2 separate regions of the Zea mays genome follow, and region 1 is linked to region 2. Evidence: chromatin contacts called from public Hi-C data. All regions are on one chromosome and are shown on one strand. Each heading gives the region's core, a stretch centred on a gene start, on an enhancer-like site or on the middle of the called end of the contact. The rest is flanking DNA. Distances are from core to core; before and after follow the strand shown. Region 1 holds the start of LOC100285037 (plant integral membrane protein TIGR01569 containing protein). Region 2 holds the start of LOC100193751.

The links. Hi-C and Micro-C count contacts between places; a contact is called where the count stands out from the background.
Region 1: a Hi-C map of leaf shows a contact between it and region 2, with 6 times the contacts expected there. The contact joins the promoter of LOC100285037 here to the promoter of LOC100193751 in region 2. A contact is called at or near these places in 8 of 25 Hi-C or Micro-C datasets (bundle sheath, ear, endosperm and 2 more).

What each region holds. Positions count from the first base shown.
Region 1 is chr2:996,527-1,000,382 of Zm-B73-REFERENCE-NAM-5.0, reverse strand. It overlaps LOC100285037 (plant integral membrane protein TIGR01569 containing protein), which reads left to right and starts at 1,373. Exons shown (of 3, transcript NM_001157932.2): 1 at 1,373-1,779; 2 at 1,886-2,009; 3 at 2,092-2,491. The coding sequence starts at 1,436. The coding sequence ends at 2,310. LOC100278982 (probable serine/threonine-protein kinase BSK3) reads left to right here. Exons shown (of 12, transcript NM_001416016.1): 12 at 1-705.
Region 2 is chr2:770,857-774,607 of Zm-B73-REFERENCE-NAM-5.0, reverse strand. It overlaps LOC100193751, which reads left to right and starts at 1,888. Exons shown (of 1, transcript NM_001399094.1): 1 at 1,888-2,928. The coding sequence starts at 1,967. The coding sequence ends at 2,860. It overlaps LOC100501345 (pentatricopeptide repeat-containing protein At3g51320), which reads right to left. Exons shown (of 5, transcript XM_020547962.3): 3 at 3,387-3,751; 4 at 3,232-3,290; 5 at 2,958-3,149.

The sequences.
Region 1 (3,856 bases), core at 124-2,623, 230 kb before region 2:
CCATATCTTCATGTAGGAATGTACATATGGAAGAAAGCGACAACAGAGGCTCTGAAAGAGAGGACAAAGACATCCAAGAGGTGAATAAGGAAATTATTAATGGGGAGAAGAAAGTGAAACTTTTTTCTTGGTCCTACTGAAACAAGAGAAGGAAAACATAAGAAGAAGAAAAAAAAAGATTGCTGATGTACATGTCTGTCTTTGCTGGTGGCAGGTGACCTGTACAGCAAGCGGTTGTTTTTACGCTGTCTTAATTCTTCGTTTCTTATGCGTTAGCTCCCATTGGTATATTTCTGGATATGATAGTGGAATTCTTTTAAAAGGCCAAAAATGTCAGCGTTCTGGTTGTTCGAGAGTTCAACGCTTTCACCCCTTGCCCCAGTTTTTTTATTGGAGTACATTCATATGCTAGTTAACTGACATCTAAAATCAAGCGTACCGCTCGATTCTGTCTCTGGTATTTCGCACCAAGCAAACATTCTCAAGTCCTTACGTCGTAAGGGGATGCAAAGCGTACTGCGCGGGCAGCCAGCTTCGCCCAAGCCTAGCCGACGAGAGCCAATGTAGTCAAATTACCTTAAAATTGTTTTGCATCTGGCTATGTAACCCACGCCTCTCCTGTGCAGGCAGCCAAATAGACATTTGGACGAAATCAATGTATGCCGGTGCCGTTTGGTTTATGAAATGTAATGTAAATGGGATAATGGTTTACAGGTATTGGCATGTAAATGGGATAATGGTTTACAGGTATTGGCGGTAACAAGTTTGAATAGACCGATATCAATTTCAAGTTTGAATAGATCCGAAATGTAATGTAAATGGGGTAATGGCTTACGGGTATTGGCGGTAACAAGTTTGAATAGGCCGATATCAATTTCAAGTTTGAATATGCCGATATTAATTTTTAGTGTAGTATCTGATTATGGTGGGATTTAAACAAATATGATTTAATGGTTTATGAGTATCGGCGGTAACAAGTTTGAATAAGTCGATATCAATTTTTAGTGTAGTATTTGATTACGGTTGAATTTAAACAAATATGATTTAACATTCTCAGTTATCAATTACGTTACAAATATGTAAACCAAACGACACCGCGGTAGAATGCAATCTTTTGTATCCCTGATCGAAAACGCCTTGACAGCAGGATAGATTTGTGCTGTAGTGTAAACTACACAACCTTCAACTTTCAATAAACCACTCCTCCGGCCTCTTGGCGCTTGCATAGCAGTTGGTAACCACTCCTCCCTCCGGCCTCCATTCCTAAACCACACAACCTTCAACTTCACTATCTATTCACAATGCATTGCAGCAGGTACACCCTAATCTGACTGACGGACCCTATAAATGTCCTCTTCCTTCTCTCAAACGCAAGCGCAAGGCAGGCAAGCTCCTCTCTCAAGTCTCGGCACCTCCAACTACGCAGCAACCAACCATGAGCACCAGCGATGCCGCCGCGACCGTGATCCCCATCGACGACGTGCCCCGCCAGCACGGCAAGGCCCCGGCCGTGGACACGGTCACGGCGGCGCCTCCTCCTCTCGCTGCAGCAGCACCCCCCGCTGCGACGACGGCGCCTCGGAAGACGCGGGTCCCGTTCTTCCGGCGCGCCGACCGCGGCAGCCGGTGCGTGGCGCTCCTTGACTTGGTGCTGAGGGTGGCGGCCTTCGGGCCCGCCCTCGCCGCCGCCATCGCCACGGGCACCTCCGACGAGACGCTCTCCGTCTTCACCCAGTTCTTCCAGTTCCACGCCCGATTCGACGACTTCCCGGCGCTCCTGTCAGTATAGTAGTAGTAGCCCGGCCCCATATAGTATATATAGTATATCGAATTAATTAATTAATTAATGATGAGCTGACTGCGCACGCCCAACGCTTGCTTGCAGGTTCTTCATGGTGGCCAACGCGATCGCGGCGGGGTACCTGGTGCTGTCCCTCCCCTTCTCCGCCGTCGTCGTCCTCCGCCCCCAGGCCATCGGCTTGCGCCACCTCCTGCTCATCTGCGACCTGGTAGGTGTTATCCCGTCCTTCTCCGGCACGTACTCCTCACAGCTAATAACTTGGTCTTTAATTTCGCGGTGAGTTGCTGCAGATCATAGCGGCGCTGCTGACGGCCGCGGCGGCGGCGGCGGCGGCGATCGTGGACCTGGCGCACTCGGGGAACCAGCGCGCTAACTGGGTGCCCATCTGCATGCAGTTCCACGGCTTCTGCCAGCGCACCAGCGGCGCCGTCGTGGCATCCTTCCTCGCCGTGCTCGTCCTCCTGTTTCTCGTCATCTTGGCCGCCTTCACCATCAGGAAACGCTGCTGAACTGGATAGTATGTGATGTTGCTGTTTTTGCGTCGTGCAATTAATAATGCAATGTGGTTTCAGTTTGTGGTCACTCGTGTGTAATTGTAAAGCGTGGAGTGGAATTGCCTTTGTATTATTCGTGGACACCTGCTTGCGGAATTTTAAATTGGGCTTAACTTCTCGGCCTGGTTTCATGTCCATTAAGCGCTGCGGGCCAAACAGGGCCTTGGGCCTAAGATAGTGATGTCTACCCACCACTACCGTCACCGATTGACCGGCTTTCTCTGCAGAATGTATCCGTTGGCTTCGATCTCCGAGATTTGAAAACCGCTTGACCCGCCGCACTCCAGCGTCGGAAATGTCCGGTGCGACGCCGTCATGGTTTCTCCCCGTGCAGAAGACGCCCAGCAGTGGCGATAGCAATAGTCCATTCTCGCTTACTGTCAAGAGGGCATCACAGTCCTCTGCCAGATTTCGAGCTTTATGTACCCAACAGGGACTGGGCAGCAGCTACCGATATGATTCGACACTAATTTCTGGTGGGTCATGGCCTGAATGTGTCAGCAATGGCACACGATCAGGGTTGACAAGGATAGGCAATCCTCCTCTGAAGATGATGCATCCAGTGCTTGAATGTCTTGAGATTATGAGTTTGTCCCCAAGGCCCGGGGACGATGACTATGATGGAAATGGCATGTCTGCGCCATTGCCTGAGCTTAGCTTCTAGTTTGCAGGACCTCCGATGCCTTTGGAATCCATAGATTTTGACCTCTTTTAAGATGTCTCCTCGTGACATAGAATTGAAGGCAAAGGAGACAAGTTTCCAAAAATCGGTCATTGCAGACACTCGGATCTCTTGGTGAGAGGGGCTCGTCAGCAGAATGTTTGATATCGATGATTTGGATTGCTGCAAATGGCTATCTGATGACAAAGATTCGCCAGTGCTTTCGCTCATTGAAGAGGCTTTGACAGATGATACCAATTCTCAGCCAGGTCATTGTTCTTATCTGCGTGAGGGTGGTGACCAACTGTGTCACACCCGGGTTTCGAGGGCACCAACATCCGGGAGCGAACATAATCACCAAGTGTGCTGAGACCAAGTGAAAGTCGCCTATAGAGGGGTGAATAGGGCGAAACTGAAATTCTCAAAAATAATCACAACTACAAGCCGGGTTAACGTTAGAAATATAATCAAGTCCGCGAGAGAGGGTGCAAAACAAATCGCAAGCGAATAAGTAGTATGACACGTGGATTTGTTTTACCGAGGTTCGGTTCTCGCAAACCTACTCCCCGTTGAGGTGGTCACAAAGACCGAGTCTCTTTCAACCCTTTCCCTCTCTCAAATGGTCCCTCGGACCGAGTGAGCTTTCTCTTCTCAAATGCTTGGAACACAAAGTTCCCACAAGAACCACCACAAGATTGGTGTCTCTTGCCTTAATTACAAGTGAGTTTGATCGCAATGAAGAATCAAAGAAAGAAGAAAGCAATCCAAGCGCAAGAGTTCGAAAGAACACAAGCAAATCTCTCTCACTAATCACTAGGGCGTTGTGTGGAGTTTGGAGAG
Region 2 (3,751 bases), core at 639-3,138:
AAATATTGTATCCTCATCTATGAGGCCCAATATGTGACTGGCTAGATAATGTGCCATGAGATGAGAATGCACTCTTTCCCTTATTTATTAGACATGTGTGTGGTTGAACCACTTTCGTTATCCTCCATTTTCCATCAATGGACTTCTTATGATCTCAAACCCTCCAAAGACAACCTTTCTTGCATACCATGTAGTAACTCCTATTTTGATTTGAATGTGTACTGGTCTATGGTGATGCACCATATAGTCCTGAAGAAAGGGCTTGAACATAGACAATGTATTGAATACCATGCTACTAATTGTCCCATCCCAAGGGTCGTATGATTATTTCTTACATAATTGTAGACTGGTGTCGTGAATGACCTTACCTGTCATTCGAATGTCCCTGTAGTGTGGAATGCCACAAAAATCAATGTTTATTGAGTTTAATTGTCACATATTAGTAGCTATGCAAGGCTTAGGTGAATGTACTGTTGTGCTTCGCCTAACCTCTCACATGAAGTGTACTCACTAACCATGAGTATGAATGGACATATCTATGACCACTCTATCATCCATCGATCCTAAGTAACAGTTGAGTCCCTCTGTTGAGGTACATTCTTCGTAATTGTAATCCTTTTCTTCAGAATCATATGAATTGTTGTTATCATCATCAACAATCTTTTCCTCCCACCTGTATTGCCCATATGAACCAATGTCAAAAGCTATTGTTGAGAAGCTTCCTGAACAATGAATTGATTCACCAACTTTCATTAGAGAAACCTTAAGTGGCTCCTAGGTTGTCTGGTGTTGCATCTTCATTGGTTCTATATTGTTGTTCATCGACTATAAGACCATCAAAGGACCTTCTATATCCATTCTCCACCAAAACCTTAGGCAATGTCATATTGGACCCTTGCACTACCATTCTATAACATGAACAATGACCCTCATTACACAAGGGCATGAATACGTAATGTGCCCTGCTCTGTCCACTATCAAACCTCTCCTTTAATGTGAAATCGTCATCATCGAAGTTTTTCTTTGTCCGTAGAAAAAGAACACAAAAGCTAGGTGGAATATCAAACATTTTCAGATTATCTTCTATATTCTCAAACAACCCACCTTCTTTTCTGACAATTAAGTCTTCAATCCATCTGCAAAACTATTTCAGCAAACTACATTAAGTCTTCAAAATCGATCTAATGGATTTACTAATCCAACTAAGTGCTTGTTCGGTTAGCTCTCAATCCACATGGATTGATTGGGATTGGGTGGATTTAAATCTCAAATAAGTCAATCTCCTTCTTAATTTTTTTTCAATCTCAGGAGTAACGGGATTAACCGAACAAGACCTAACTAGTTTGCCACGTCACATCACATGTAGGAGTACGGTGTATGGATAGCGGTGTTGCCCTCCGTGGACTGCCCAAGCCCACCAGAGGAGACGGGGGCTAGTCAACGAGTGGTACGTACGCGCACGGGGGACGGCGCAATTTCCACGGGGAAGGCGAAAGCAAGACCGTGTAAAAAGCACACGACGCCGCCGCGTTCCCGGCAACGGCGGCGGGAGACCCAGACCCAGTCGGTTGAACAGGCCAGTGAGTCCAGCTGGTGGTGCGGTGCCTGCTGGTCGGATCGGGCCCAATCATTAACAATTTTTCTCCCCGCACCGCACGCCACGCCACGCCATAATTAAACGCGTGCAAGTTGTGCAGCGTCCACCCACCGTCGATCCCTGTCGCCGCACGGATCTCCACGCGCGCGCCGGCTTCCTCCTCCGGTCCTCCCGTTCCTCGCACCCTCCTGCCGGCCCTGCACTGCACACCTCCCTCCTCCATCCGATCCATTCCCTATAAAACCTCGGCAGCCACAGCAACATGCCACCACCATCGCTCCAGCCTCCTCTAGAGCCTTCGCGTCTCGGCGGCAGTCATCGGATCGGAACCTGCACAAGTAGAAGTGCGCAACAAGCCTTGCCACTAACATGCCTTCAGTCGAGGTCGAGGTCCAGGTGGGCGGCGCCGGCGGGTGGAGGCCGAAGCAGCAGCAGAAGCACCGCCACCACCACCATCCCCTTGAGATCCGTCAGGTGTGGGCGGACAACGTGGACCGCGAATTCAAGCTCATCCGCGCCGCCATCGAGCGGTTCCCCTACGTGTCCATGGACACGGAGTTCCCGGGCGTCATCCACCACCCTCCCCCGGCCGTCCACCACTCCACGCTCACCGCGCCGCAGCGCTACGCCCTGCTCAAGTCCAACGTCGACGCGCTGCACCTCATCCAGGTCGGCCTGGCCCTGGCGCCGTCCCCTGGCTCCCCGCCCGCGCTCGCCTTCCAGATCAACCTCCGCGGCTTCGACCCGCGCGTGCACCGCCACGCGCCGGACTCGGTCCGCCTGCTCGCCGCCAGCGGCCTCGACCTCGCCGCCCACCGCGCCAGGGGCGTCCCCGCGCGCGCCTTCGCCGCGCTGCTCGCCTCGTCGGGCCTCATCTGCAACCCGGCCGTCGCGTGGGTCACCTTCAGCTCCGCCTATGACTTCGCCTACCTCGTCAAGCTGCTCATGGGACGGAAGCTGCCAAGGGCGCTCCCGGACTTCCTGCGCTACGTCCGCGTCTACTTCGGCGCCGCCGTCTACGACGTCAAGCACATGGCCAGGGTCGCATGCGCCTCCCACGGCGAGGTCGCGCTGCTGGGCGGCCTCGAGCGCGTCGCCGCCGCGCTCCGGGTGCGCCGCGCAGCGGGCCAAGGACACCAGGCAGCGTCCGACAGCGTGCTCACCTGGGACACCTTCCGGGAGATGGCTAGGATCTACTTCCCCAAGGAAGGCAGCTTGGAGCCGTGCGCCGGCGTGCTCTACGGCCTCGAGCTCCCAAACTGAATTCTTCTTGTTCGTGTACAGTACACAGCCTCCCAAACAGAGAAATAACGATTCTTTGATTACTTAAATTCTTAATTTGCTCTTCTGTTTCTGTTACGGGATGATGATTGTTCAGCAGTCAGCACCAGCAGCAGCCGCTATCGCCGCCGCCGCCAGTTTGTTCCGAGCAGCCTACAGTTTTGACTAACAGTATAGGGTATGTTGTGAAGAAGTGACCACGGGCGTGCCATGTTAGTTAGTTGCAGGCCTGTACAGATGATGAATGTTCTTCTACATCAACACTAGCAGCCTGCACTGCAATCGAGTACAACGGTTGATCAGCAAAGAGAAAGGAAAATAGAAAATAAAGAGCAGTGTCATAGAATACCTACTTGAGGCACTCGTCGATGATACCACACTTGGGAGCTAGGATGGTGGAAAAACAATGAGCCTGACAAAAATAAGACAGTGACTTTCAGATATCTAACGGTGTATAAAATAAAATAAAAGATAGCAAAATAATGGTGGCCTGCTAGTAAATACTGACCATCACAACCCTCTGTTGCTCTCCTAATGAGACAGAACAACTTCCCGGTTTGCTGTAGAATCCCACCATTCTCTGGAATGACACTAACTTTCGTGATGGTATTACAATGTCCAGTTCATGAAATGATATAAATTCTTATGACTGATGACAATGGAAGACACCACAGTAGTTCAGATTTTCTTATAGAAAAAGTAACTAAATGCCATATCATCAGCTGAGGAAGAACACCACGAACACAAATTTCCAACTGATGCCAGTTATCAGTGTTCTCAGATCTCAGGGTATAAACTCAAAAGATCTCAGAAATCCGACCAGAGAGTTCAAGGAACATATGTAACTCCGTCAAAGGCTTTGGAGCCTGTGAC